Linked DNA regions of Ovis aries: region 1 is linked to region 2. The links are chromatin contacts, called in public Hi-C maps. All regions are on one chromosome and are shown on one strand. Each heading gives the region's core, a stretch centred on a gene start, on an enhancer-like site or on the middle of the called end of the contact. The rest is flanking DNA. Distances are from core to core; before and after follow the strand shown. Region 1 has its middle 47 kb from the start of MAL2. Region 2 overlaps LOC114116376 (a long non-coding RNA gene).

What was found. Hi-C and Micro-C count contacts between places; a contact is called where the count stands out from the background.
Region 1: a Hi-C map of tail adipose tissue shows a contact between it and region 2, with 4 times the contacts expected there. The contact joins two enhancer-like sites. A contact is called at or near these places in 2 of 16 Hi-C or Micro-C datasets (blood and tail adipose tissue).

Annotation. Positions count from the first base shown.
Region 1 is chr9:58,038,035-58,044,869 of ARS-UI_Ramb_v3.0, reverse strand. No RefSeq gene overlaps it. Among named protein-coding and RNA genes, the nearest start is that of MAL2, 47 kb to the left of the region's middle. Within about 2 kb of position 1,544, at least 2 of the 54 cell types and tissues checked have an H3K27ac peak or open chromatin away from gene starts, as enhancers often do. A contact at or near this core is called in tail adipose tissue, where this site is marked.
Region 2 is chr9:57,566,609-57,573,710 of ARS-UI_Ramb_v3.0, reverse strand. LOC114116376 (a long non-coding RNA gene) reads left to right here. Exons shown (of 3, transcript XR_009594974.1): 1 at 1-1,704; 2 at 2,189-2,325. Among named protein-coding and RNA genes, the nearest start is that of FABP5, 5.6 kb to the left of the region's middle. Within about 2 kb of position 4,695, at least 3 of the 54 cell types and tissues checked have an H3K27ac peak or open chromatin away from gene starts, as enhancers often do. A contact at or near this core is called in tail adipose tissue, where this site is marked.

The DNA.
Region 1 (6,835 bases), core at 295-2,794, 470 kb before region 2:
GTAGTCATGTATGGATGTGAGAGTTGGACTGAAAAGAAAGCTGAGTGCTGAAGAATTGATTCTTTTGAACTGTGGTGTTGGGGAAGACTCTTGAGAGTCCCTTGGACAGCAAGGAGATCCAACCAGTCCATCCTAAAGGAAATCAGTCCTGAATACTCATTGGAAGGAATTTGTTGAAGCTGAAACTCCAATACTTTGGCCACCTTATGTGAAGAACTGACTCCTTAGAAAAGACCCTGATGCTGGGAAAGATCAGCATCATTGAAGGCGGGAGGAGAAGGGGACAACAGAGAATGAGATGGTTGGATGGCATCACTGATTCAATGGACATGAGTTTGAGTAAACTCCAGGATGGACAGGGAGGCCTGGCGTGCTCCGTGGAGTCGAAATGGGTCGGACCGCTAACATTTATTGAACATTTACTAGATGCTAGTCACTGATCCAGGCTTCCCAGGTGGTGCAGTGGTAAAGAATCTGCCTGCCAAAACAGGAGACACAAGAGACGCAGGTTCAATCCCTGGGTCAGGAAGATCCCCTGGAGTAGAAAATGCTCCTGTTCCAATATTCTTGCCTGGCAAATTCCATAGACAGAGGAGCCTGGCAAGCTATAGTCCATGGGGTCACAAAAGAGTCAGATACGACTTAGCAAATGAGCACCCACAGTCACTGATCCAAGAACATCAGATGTATCACACCCTCCCCAAACCCCTAGACATACCTTTATGATCACCATTTTCCAGATGTCAAAACTAAGGTCGTTGGAACGTGAGGATTTGTTTCACGTCGTGTGACATTTCCAACCTAAGTGATATGGCCCAAGAAGGCAGGAAGTACGGAAACCTAACACATTTCACAATTCTGAACCAAGTGCAAAGAGTTGGGTAAATTTATACTTTTAGGTTTTATCATGGCCGTGTACTTGGTTGGTGAACACTGGAGAAATGCTAGAGTGTTTTACAACAAGACACAGACATTTCCCACAGATTTCCAGCTACCTCTGTTTTTGCACTCCAGCCTGCTATCAGTCTTTTCATCTGCCATCAGGGTTCAACAAAGGGCACCAAGCTATGAAGTGTATGAAAACAAGTGCAACATGGGTTGCATGCCTCCACTACATCCTGTCCTACAGTTTAGTGCACCTGAGGCAAATCTCTCTGGAATTCAGATGAGCTCTGGTCACTCACAGTTGATAGCTGTGGGACAACCCTACTGATCAAATGACCCTAAAGCAAGAATTTTGTTGGGGTGTTTTTTCATGAAATATGTTTAGTTTGGGTTTGTACTCACACTGCAAAGTCACAAGTGAGAATCCTTTTTCTGTCCCGTTCTTTTTCTCTCTTGACCACTTGGTAATTTCCATTTCGATTAAATTCAGATTAATCGAAGAGCATTCAATGCTGAAACCCACATTCACTTTTCTTTTAGCTGTTCTTCCATCCAACCAGGAGAGGGCAGTATGAGCACAGTTTAGAGGCTTGATAGGTAGCTGCTCAAGAGTAGGAAACTTCAGAAAGATTTTCCATTTTAACATGATCTGCTCTTGAGTCCCTTGCCTCAGGGTTATGTGTAAACCCACAGTTTAAGGCTGTATGTAACATTCTGTCCTAAGTAAGGGCTGAGAGTTTGGCTTCTTTTAAGTCACTAAGCCAAAACTTAATCATTAAAAACACAGATAGCAATAAATGTAATCATAATGCTTGTTTCCACTTGGTGGGGTGAAGGGGTGAGAGTGTTAAGTGCTCAGTCATGTCCGACTCCTTGTGACTCCATGGATTGTAGCCTGCCAAGCTCCTCTGTCCATGGAATTTCCCAGGCTAGAATACTGGAGTGGGTTGCCATGCCCTCCTCCATGGAATCTTCCCGACCCAGGGATTGAACTGGGGTCTCCTGAATTGTAGGCTGTTTCTTTACTGTCTGAGCCACCAGGAGGAGTGAGGGGAGACATGAAAAACATCAGCACTTTCATGTCCTTGAGACATTCATTACATTACAATTAAAAGTCATTTTTTCAAACACCTTTCAGTATCTTTTGCTATTAATCAAAATACAATTTGGGAACATAGTCCCGGGTTTCCCCGTTTGCAAAACTTGGTGGCTCCTTCTACTAAAGATGGGCAATGCTGTCAGCCTTCACTTACAGCCTTATGGTGATTGAATTATTAACAGCAACACACTTAAGGCCATCATGCTTGTCATATAATAATCAAAGTAAAAAGAAAAGAAATGCTATATCTTGTAGTCACCTCTCTTTCCGTCTTTGCCCTCTGTGATTGAAGTCGCAGTTATTTTCACAACCAGCTTGGTGGGGTGGTTCCATGAAAGAAATACAGAGTTGAGAGCCAGGTAGAACTTGTTTTATATTTTGACTCTACTGGGAGATTGAAGGCTAGTCTGGTAATGGAAAAGACCCTGATGCTAGAAAGACCGAGGGCAGGAGGAGAAAGGGGTTTCAGAGAATGAGAGATGGTTGGATGGTATCACTGACTCAATGGACACAAGTGTGAGCACGCTCCAGGAGATGGTGAAGGACAGGGAAGCCTGGTGTGCTGCAGTCCATGGGGTCATAGAGAGTTGGACACGACTTGGCGACTGAACAACAACAACAAGAATTGGAGCAGGAGCTGCTGCTGCTGCTGTTTTTGTTGCTGTTATGAACTGACCCATGACATTCCTCCAGGGGATAATGGAGTCTTTGTGTTATTCTGGTAACACAGGTATTAGCCCAAATAAATCATTTTCTTTTTAATCAAACAACTCAGTTTTCAATATTAAGGAGGAAAATTCAAATCTTCTTTTCATTCACTCCCCAATTCATATTTCTCAAATTTCCTATCCTCTATTAAGTCCTTTTCTTCCATATGCCTTCTTTCCCTTCAGGAAAGCCAACAGCAAAAGTCATAAGAAATAATAATAAGAAACCTTCTCAAAACTTACTTGCAGTTGACTCAGTGTTACTTACCTCTGAGAAAGGAACCAAATTTGGTCCTAAAGAAACAATGATTTCAGCAAATACCACAGAGTTAATGAAAATCTTTTCTTACATGCTTTGAATATTACACTATGTTTTACAGATACAAATTGCAGACAGAAATCAAACTATCAATTTAAACAAGACATTTTCACAAGTGTAATTTGTTATTCACAACAGTCTTCTAAGAAGACAGATATTATTCACATTCTACTGAGAAATAAACGGATGCTAATGGATTACACCATTAGCTCTAAATAGGTCCCAGTAGACAGATTTTCAGATTTCTAGTCCAGCACTCTTGCTTCAGTACAGCATTGTTTTTATAGTCTGATTTCAGGCAATTTAAATAAGGGAACATTTATAAACAGCCAACAAGCAGCCGACCCCTATTCTCAGCAAGTAAACCAGTGGCTGGTATGACGTCCCTGACAATCTTAATACTACACAGTGTACTCCAGCGATCCCACTCTTGTGCGTATTTCTGGAAAAGACAAAAACTTTAACTTGAAAAGATACATGCACCCCAATGTTCATTGCAGCACTAGTTACAATAACCAAGACATGGAAGTAATCTGTGTCCATCAGCAGATAAATGGATACAGAAGATATATATAATTTATAGATGTATGGTATATATATAATAATATACACATATATAGCTTTTAGTCAAACTATGGTTTTTCCAGTAGTCATGTATGGATGTGAGATTTGGACTATAAAGAAAGCTGAGCACCAAAGAATTGATGCTTTTGAACTGTGGTGTTGGAGAAGACTCTTGAGAGTCCCTTGGACTGCAAGGAGATCCAACCAGTCAGTCCTAAATGAAATCAATCCTTACTATTCATTGGAAGGAGTAATGCTGATGCTGAAGCTCCAGTACTTTGGCCACCTGACATAAAGAACTGACTCATTGGAAAAGACCCTGATGCTGGGAAAGATCGAAGGCAGGAGGAGAAGGGGACAATAGAGGACAAGATGGTTGGATGGCATCACCAACTTGATGGACATGACTTTGAGCAAGCTCCGGGAGCTGGCAATGGACGAGGAAGCCTGGCGTGCTGCAGTCCATGGGGGTCACAGAGAGTCAGACATGACTGAACGACTGAACTGATATATATGTATACATATACATAAAGAAGACATGTACTGTATATATATATATATGCTGTGCTCAGTCACTCAGTCGTGTCCGACTCTTTGTGACTCCATGTACTGTAGCCCACCAGGCTCCTCTATCCATGGGGATTCTCCAGGCAAGAATACTGGAGTGGGCTGCCATGTCCTCCTCCAGGGCATCTTCCCAACCCAGGGATCAAACCCAGGTCTCCCACCTTGCAGATTCTTTACCGTCTGAACCACCAGGGAAGGTATATTTTATAGTTATAAAATATATATCTGTATATTATAGGTATATATTTAATTCAGATATATATATGAATATTACTCAGTTATGAAAAAGAATGAAATAACATCACTTGCAGCAATGTGGATGGACCTAGAGATTATGATATTAAGTGAACAGTGAAGTAAGTCGGACAAAGATGAATATCATATAACTTATAAGTAGAATCTAAAACAAATGATACAAATGAACTAATTTATAAAACAGACCCACAGACATAAAAAACAAACTTATGGTTACCAAACTGGGAAGGAGGGGTAGGGATAAATTATGAGTCTGGTATTAACAGATAAATATCACTATATATAAAATAGACAACAGTTCCTCCTGTTTAGCAAAAGAACTATATACAATATCTTCTCATAACCTATAATAGAAAAGAAACGAATATATGTATATTAATATGCTGCTGCTAAGTCACTTCAGTTGTGTCCGACTCTGTGCGACCCCACAGATGGCAGCCCACCAGGCTCCCCAGTCTCTGGGATTCTCCAGGCAAGAATACTGGAGTGGGTTGCCGCTTCCTTCTCCAATGCATGAAAGTGAAAAGTGAAAGTGAAGTTGCTCAGTCATGCCCGACTTCGCGACCCCATGGACTGCAGCCTACCAGGCTCTTCCATCCATGGGATTTTCCAGGCAAGAGTGCTGGAGTGGGTTGCCATTGCCTTCTCCGATATTAATATATACATATACATATTAATACGTATAACTGAATTACTTTGGTGTACCCGAAACATTGTAAATCAACCATACTTCAATTAAAAACAAAACTTCACAGCATAGTGGGTTTATAACACTCCATCCCTGGCAGCTAAAAAAGCAAATTCTTTGATGTTGAAAATGGTAACTGTTTTGAGTGGCTGCTTAACTGTTGGCAGTCACAGTGAAACTCCATAAGACTGAGGACTGTAGTGCCATGCCATCATTTGAATGATGAGAACTGGAACTGTGCACCGCAAAGCACTAAGTTAGAACTGTTTATCTGGTTTTCAAATGTAGATGACTGGCATGTGTGTGTTGGTTAGAGTGCTCTCTGTGCTCAGGGTGATAATGAGTGAGGGATGCGCTGGCTCAGGACACAGACACTGATAATTAAAAAGGCATTGCTGATGAGAGCCACAAAGGTGTCCTGTGTATTTTTAAAGAGTTGTTTTGATGTGGACTGTTTTTAAAGTATTTAACTTGGTATAATATCGTTTCTGTTTCTGTCTTGGTTTTTTGGCCACAAGTCATGGGGGAATCTTAGCTCCCCCACCAGGAACCAAATCCAGTACCCCTGTAATCGAAGGCAAAGTCTTAACTACTGGACCGCCAGGGAAGTGAAAGTGAAGTTGCTCAGTCGTGTCCAACTCTTTGCCACCCCATGGACTGTACCCTACCAGGCTTCTCTGTCCATCGGATTTTCTAGGCAAGGGTACTGGAATGGGTTGCCATTTCCTTCTCCAGGAGATCTTCCCGGCCCAGGGATTGAACCCGGGTCTCCTGCATTGCAGGCAGATGCTTTACTGTCTGAGCCACCAGGGAAGTCTCTGTCATATATATTTTTAACCATGTGCCACAGTAATATCAAGAGCCAACCATACCATAGGACAGTGTGTTAGGAGCTTTATAATGCATTGTTTCATTCAATCTTAATGACAACCCTAAGAAATAAGAACTGTCATTAAGCCAGGCCAGATAAGACAGAGACTCAAGGAGGGCCCCTGCACATGAGCCAAAGGCTTTCAGAGGAGATAGTGAGAAAGTGAGGTCATAGTGGAGGTCAGGGACAAAAGATAACAGGCCTTGAATACTAAGCTGTAGCTTTGATATTTTATTCTGTAAATTCTGGAGAAACACTGACACACATGAGAATGTTCTAATAGGATTATTCTAGCTGTAAGGTGTAGAGACAGGTTGAAGTAGGAGACACAGGATACTTAGGAAGCTAGTGCTGTAACCCAGACACACAGAGGTGATGGTTAGGGTGTTAAGAGCAAGAAGAAGAAGGAGGGAAGGACTCCTTAGAAGATTAGGTATGTGGTGGTCCAGGAAGCGACAGATTGGGACTCTGGGATGGACATGTACACACTGCTATATTTATTTATTTTTTTTTCCTTTTGAACTTTCTATTTTGTATAGGGATATAGTCCATTAACAATGCTGCAATAGTCTTAAGTGAACAGCAAAGAGACTCAGCCATACATATATACATGTTTCCATTCTCCTCCAAACCCCCGTCCTATCCAAGCTGCCACATAACATTGAGCAGAGCTCCCAATGCTATACAGTAGGTCCTTGTTGGTCATCCATTTTAAATATAGCATACAGTGGATAATCAACAAGAGCCTACTGTGTAGCATAGGGAACTCTGCTCAGTATTCTGTAACAAGCTAAATGGGAAAGGAATCTGAAAAAGAAAAGATACATATATATGTATAAACTGAATCACTTTACTATACACCTGAAATTCGTACAACATT
Region 2 (7,102 bases), core at 3,446-5,945:
GTGCAGTCCTTAGGGCAGGAAGAGCCCCTGGAGTAGAAAGTGGCAACCCACTCCAGTATTCTTGCGTGGGAAATCCCATGGACAGAGGAGCCCGGCAGGCTACAGTCCATGGGGTAACAAAGAGTCAGACTGAGAAACTGCACAAGTATGATCAGATTCTTGCCTCTTCCCATACATAAGAAAGCAAAGCACTGAAATCTTTAAGTGGGGAGACCTGGTTTTCTTTAACACTAGTCTTTTGATGTTCTGACTATCTGGTTTTTGGGTTGGTTTGTTTGTTTATTTTTTGCAAAAACTCCTATATATCCTGGCTCTTCCCTTACCTCTTTGCAACGGTTCCTCAGAGCTATCTGAGAGGTCATCCTCCAGGCTTAAGTCCTCCGGAATTCCCCCGATGAAACATACTTCTCACCTTTGCCTGTAGTCTACGCGATCTCAAAGAGTCGGACATGACTGAGCCACTGAGCGCACACACGTTCAGCTTTTAGCTTGTGCATTTTTTTCGGTCAACAAATGGAAATAATACTTTTGTGGTTAAAACACATCGACAAAACAAAGATACAGGTCAAAATACCTGTTAGTGTCTCCCATAAGACAGAGCCGAAGGGTATAGTGATGGCTCTGCTACTCTGAGCAATGCACTTAATCCCTTGTTTTCTGATGCCTCTTAACTGTATTACAGACATGGAGAGAGACTGAAGTCAGGTTATTTCTAAGGTCCCTCAACCCCTAAATTCAGGTTCCCTTCCTTTCTTAAACTGGTAATGAATTGTGTGCCTTGTGCTCAGATGCTTCAGTCATGTCTGACTTTGCAACCCCATGGACCATAGCCCTTCAGGCTCTTCTGTCTATGGGATTTTCCCAGCAAGAATATTGGTCTGGGTTGCCATTTCCTCCTCCAGGGCATCTTCCCAACCCAGGGATCAAACCTGGATCTCCTGCATTGCAGATGAACTCTTTACTGCTGAGTCACCGAGGAAGCCCAGTAATGGATTACAAACTCTAAAAAACATTAAGTATTTCCTTAACCTTCAAACTAAAGTCCTGTTCTAGGCTACTTAACTTGAACCCAATATAAATGTAAAAACAAAAAATGCTGTGATAACAAATCTGAGTAAAGTCTAGTATGACTTTATGGAATTGTGGACAAAGACCTGTCATTTCAGAAAACAAAGGATGTTGCTATAGCCAGCAACGGGATACAGCAGTGGTCCTGATGTGCGCCCTGAAGGGATTCAGGATGGAGGAAAAACAGCATCGGCCCTAGGTAGTTAAGATGCATATCAAAAAATAATTTCAATGAGCCCAGACTCTTGCATCTTCCCATACAAAGAAAAGCACTAAAATCATCGTGAGATGTCCATTTTTAGTGTTTAGCAGTTATCTTTTGATATTTGACTACATAGGGTTTTTTTTGTTGTTGTTTATTTGTTTTGTTGTTGTTTTCCGCAAAAGCTGTATATCCTGGCTTCTCCCTTATCTCTTCAGAGCAGTCCCTCAGAGCTGAGAGGCTGTATCCCTGGCGTAAGTTCTTAAAAAGTTCACCAAATAAAATATAATTCTCAACCTTTAGTTTGTGCATTTTTTTTTCCCCAGTCTACAGAATGGTTGAGCATCTCTTCATTGGACAAAGGGAAGAGCATTGTCACTTGGTTGAGACTAACCGACTCGATGGACATGAGCTTGAGTGAACTCCAAGAATTGGTGATGGACGGGGAGGCCTGGTGTGCTGTGATTCATGGGGTCACAAAGAGTTGGACACAACTGAGCGACTGAACTGAACTGAAATGAACTGAGATTAGGATACAGGGCTTCCCAGGTGGCGCTAGTGGTAAAGAACCCACCTGCCAATGCAGGAGACATAAGAGACATGGATTCAGTCCCTGGGTCAGGAAGATCTCCTGGAAGAGGGCATGACAACCCATTCCAGTATGCTTACCTGGAGAATCCCGTAAACAGAGTTTCCTGGTGGGCTCCAGACCGTAGTGTCACACAGAGTACAACATGACTGAAACAACTTGGCACACACAGGGAAAAAGTGCCAATAACTTTGTTGCAGCCTATCTTTAAAGCAGAAGGAGCCGTGCTGGTCATTAGTTTTAGCGGCAGCACAGAGACAATCAATACAGGTGTCACATCATGTGTTCCATCATGCTAGAGGATAATAAAACAATATTTATTCTTGTAGGTGAAAATGGCTGAAGAATCCTGAATTACTCTAGCATCTCTTCACCCAGTGGCTCTACAAGACAACCAGTTATAAGACAGATGAAGTTTTCTTTAATATCTTTGAACCTCAGTTCTCTCATCTATGGAATTAAGGAGGTAAGGATTAGACTAATTGATTTCTTAGATCTCTTTCAGTTTATGAAGTACTGTTGCAGTAGTTGATAGCCCTGAAGAAAATACTCAAAATTACTCTATTTCCACCTAGTGGCAAAATGAAGTATTTCTGGCAGCTTTTCTTTGGCAAGTGTTAGTAGCTTGTCAACTTCCACAATCACACAATACCTTTTTTTTTTTTTTTTAGTTTTTTATTTTTTAAATTTTAAAATCTTCAATTCTTACATGCATTCCGTATATCATATAGTTTTGCTTAAAGACAAGTTTCCAGTTTCAGTTTGTATAGATGAATGGGCCTCCCACACAGTTAGTTATAATGTGTAATCATTTCCTAAGACAACAAGCATTGGTGACCTAGAAGCTCACAGCTGGTTGAAAAAGAGAACACCGCATTAAATGAATCACTACAGATAACAGAAAGCAATCCATGTTCAAACTATTGAGTCTTCTCTAAGTGTATTCCCAGATTAATCCAAAAAGGACGAGAAAAAGCCAAATGATCTCTATCAAGTGTTACTTTTCAAATTTTACTGTGCAGATCACTCAGGGATCTGCTTACTGTACAGATTCTGATTTAGCAGTTTCAGAATAGGACATAAGACCATGCATTTCTGACGAACACCTAGGTGATGCCAATACTGGAGTCTAGGGACCTTGCTTTGAGTAGAAAGGCTGTAAAATGAGTACAAATTTGCCTAAGGCTTGTCACCTGGCTGACTTTCACTTCAGTACATGTGTATTTTCTGACCGTATCCCCATAAAAATATAGAGAAAAAATGGGAAATCAAACAAACTCACTCCCAAAATTCTCTCACTCAACATTTTGACTTTTTTCTCATTTTGTTGTTGTTCAGTCGCCAAGTCAAGTCCAGCTCTTTGCAACCCATGGACTGCAACATGCCATGCTTCCCTGTCCTATATTGTCTCCCAGAGTTTTCTCAGACTCATGTCCATTGAGTTGATGATGCCATCCAATCATCTTATCCTCTGTTGTCCCCTTCTCCTCTTGCCTTCAATCTTTCCCAGCATCAGGATCTTTTCAAATGAGTCAGTTCTTCACATCAGGTGGCCAAAGTATTGGAGTCACAACTTCATCATCAATCCTTCCAGTGAATGTTCAGGGCTGATTTGCTTTAGGATTGACTGGTTTGATCTCCTCGCATTCCAAGGGACGCTCAAGAGTCTTCTCCACTGGCCATAGCCGCGGGCTTAATTGCTCAGTCGTGTCTGACTCTTTGCAACCCCATGGACTGCAGCCTGCCAGGCTCCTCTGTCCATGGGGATTCTCCAGGCAAGAATACTGAAGTGGGTTGCCATGGCCTCCTCCAGGGGATCTTCCCAATCCTGGGACTGAACCCAAGTCTCCCACTTTGCAGGCTAATTCTTTACCATCTGAGCCACCACAGCACCACGATGTAAAAGCATCAATTCTTTGGCATTCAGCCTTCTTTATGGTCCAACTCTCACATCCATACATGACTACTGGAAAAACCATAGCTTCAACTATATGGACTTTTATCAGCAAAGTGATGTCTCTGCTTTTTAATAGAGTGCTGTCTAGGTTCATCATAGCTTTTCTTCCAAGGAGCAAGCATCTTTTAATTTCATGACTGCAGTCACTGTCCACAGTGATTTTAGAACCCCAAAAAGTAAAATGTGCCACTATTTCCACTTTTTCCCCTTCTATTTGCCATTAAGTGATGGGACCAGATGCCAAGCTATGTTTCTCTCTGTTCACTGGAAAGCATGATAGGAAGCTTCACATGGGGTAAGGAACATGGATAATAGTTTTAATCTCTTTGTTGAAAAGCTTATAGCCAGTTTTCTGACCCTGACCCTTTATGGCTTGTCTTGCTCTAGACATGCTTTGAATACTCAGCTTAAAACCAAATATTCCGTAAGAAATCCCATTTGAAATCAGTTCCAAAAGTATATGCTAATAAGTAGATAGAGCATGGAGCTGCATCTTGACTGAGGGCTACAGCAGCAGAATTTTCCAGATAAGAATAAAGTCAGGAAGCCACAATACTTAAGGCACACTTTGACTGTTAAGTTCTAAATCCTTCAGTGGATCCAGCAGCAACAAGGAACTGGCAATAACTACCATCCTTCAATGGAAGATTGTTCTGTTTTAGATAATAAGATTATTTCTTATTAAAGTACTTCTAAGAATGGAGTGATTTTATGAACTTCGTCCTTTTGCTTAAAGCAATTTGATTCTTACACAATGTGACTGCTGTAACCATTAAAACTTTCCAGTTGCTAAATAATTCATGGTAACTCTGTGCTTGCAACGAGATATTGCAAGTGTCACAATAATAAAAGGTTGTCAGCTTCAAAACAAGGCAGAGGTCATAGTGACTCATCTCAGTGTGAGAGAAATCCATTTCCATTACTTACACAGGTCTTCCTGCTCTCCAGAATTATGTGTTATTGGGCATTGATTTCATTATTAGCTCACAGCAACAGACTGTAGAAATATGTAGTTTGGCTAACCCTCTCATGCCTCATGCAGGCAGCACTCGAGGTGTCTGAAAGCACAGCACCTAAAGGGACGTCTTGAAGTGGACAACAGAATGCTTGCAGAGCTCCCCAGTAAACACCAAATTATCAGAAAAACACTAACTTCACCAGGCAATACAGCCTGAAGACAACTATCCTGGCAACACTACCTCTAAGCATATTGCTACTCCTAACATGCACTATATTATGTACAAAGACTGGGTCTGGCAGGCCACATACAGACAATTTATAAAAGACAGTTTTGCCCTCTTAAACTTGCAAAGAACAAAAACTCCAAATAATATTTTTCCGCTGTGCTATGTGCTGTGCTTAGTTGCTCAGTCGTGTCTGACTCTTTGTGACCCCGTGGACTGGCCTGCCAGACTCCTCTGTCCATGGGGATTCTCCAGACAAGAGTGCTAGAGTGGGTTGCCATGCCCTCCTCCAGGGGATCTTCCCGACCCAGGGATCAAACCCAGATCTCCTGCATTGCAGGTGGATTCTTAACCATCTGAGTCACCAAGGAAGCTCCAGAATACTGGAGTGGGTAGCCTATCTCTTCTCCAGGAGATCTTCCCAATCCAGGAATCAAACCAGGGTCTCCTGCATTGTAGGTGGATTCTTTACCAGCTGAACTACCAGGGAAGTGGCCAAATTGTTTTCTGGCAGATTATACTATCCCGTTTTTCAGTCCCACCTTCCAAATGCTATTCTATGATTGAGTATTTTTCTCTCCAGATTTTAACACCATTTGATCATTTCTCTTTATTGACACTTTTTACTAGAATTAATGGTTTTTTAAATCCAACATACAAAATAACTTGCCCTGAGCTTTTTACCCTGATGGGTCAGGCCCATTGCTTTCCTTTCGCCTGAATTAGCTTGTAAGAACCATCAGAATTTAATAACCTACCTAAATCCAACTGAAGGCGCTTCCTGGATTCTCTCTGGTCCTCTGAACTTGGTGGTGGGAGACCTACTCCATCGTCCCTTAGAGGCATGCGCAGCACTGCACAAACAGCATCGCGGGCTTCGGCGCCCCACCTTAAGGAGCCAAGAGGCAGGATAAGTGCTTCCCTTCACCTACCCGTGAACAGCGTGGACACTTTTCGTTCACCTGCCCACCTCAGCACTGACTAAAGATATAAATTCAGCAGCATGTAGTGACATGTTTGTTTTATCCCTCCAAGTGTTATCCCCATGTCATCTGGCCTCTTTTGCTCCTGAACTCCTCCTTTTACACCAATGAATGACTCTGTTAATAATAAGAAGCCAATTTGCATTTCCAATGAACCACATCCTGTTTTCTGGGTTGGCTAGATGCTGTGATTTCCTACAGGAACTGGGAACTGAGTGGATGTTACCCATTGAGGTCAACCATGATCTTGGTTTGGGTCTATGTTAGAAGGTGGATAAAGAATATTTGTGCCACAAATCTCAGCTCTTATCATCTTATAGATTCAAAATCCTTTGTTAATCCCTCAATACCAAGTTGAGTTTCCTAATGCCTCTTCTGCCCTGGTAGATTAGCAGAACTAAACACTGTTTTTGACATAATGCAAGCTGTATTGCCTATATGTCCCAGTTAGCCTTAGGACAAGTCTGAGTGATGGCTGTTGTCCTGGTGTAATTATAAACAATACTGTCACTCAAAGTAACTCAAATTAAATATTGGATGAAGAGTAATAAAATTGGATGAAGAGTAATAAAATGTAATTATCACCTTCCAGGCAGCTCTAAAGACTAAATTTCAAGTATGACATTACCGTGGGACACTAATAATCATCTAATGTAAAACCTGAAGATTTTTTACAGCAGAGGAGAAAGGCTGTGAGGCATAGTCACATGACCTACTCATATGACCTTACACAATATGTCATGTGTGCACTGCTCTGCTTACCCACAAATGAAAGACAAACACAGCTGTCCACACGTGATAAACCCCTTTGATTCAAGTCAGCCTGCATTTTTATACTGCCTAACAATTATGTGGAATAGGATGTAGTCCTTGTTTTCAAGGAGTTTGTCATCTAAGCTTATATCAACCAAGGAACTTGCATTTATATAATTTTTTCATTTTATCAACATTTATTAAAACATTTCTCTCTTAGTTCTGAAACTTCTCAAAAGTGCCTCTGAAAACATCAAATAGATATCTTTGTAACATTAATTGAACTTCCAAGAAGATACCACAGAGCCTTCTGGGTGGGGAGTTATTTCGGGGGGAGGGGTGGGAAGGGAGGCGGTGACTGCATAT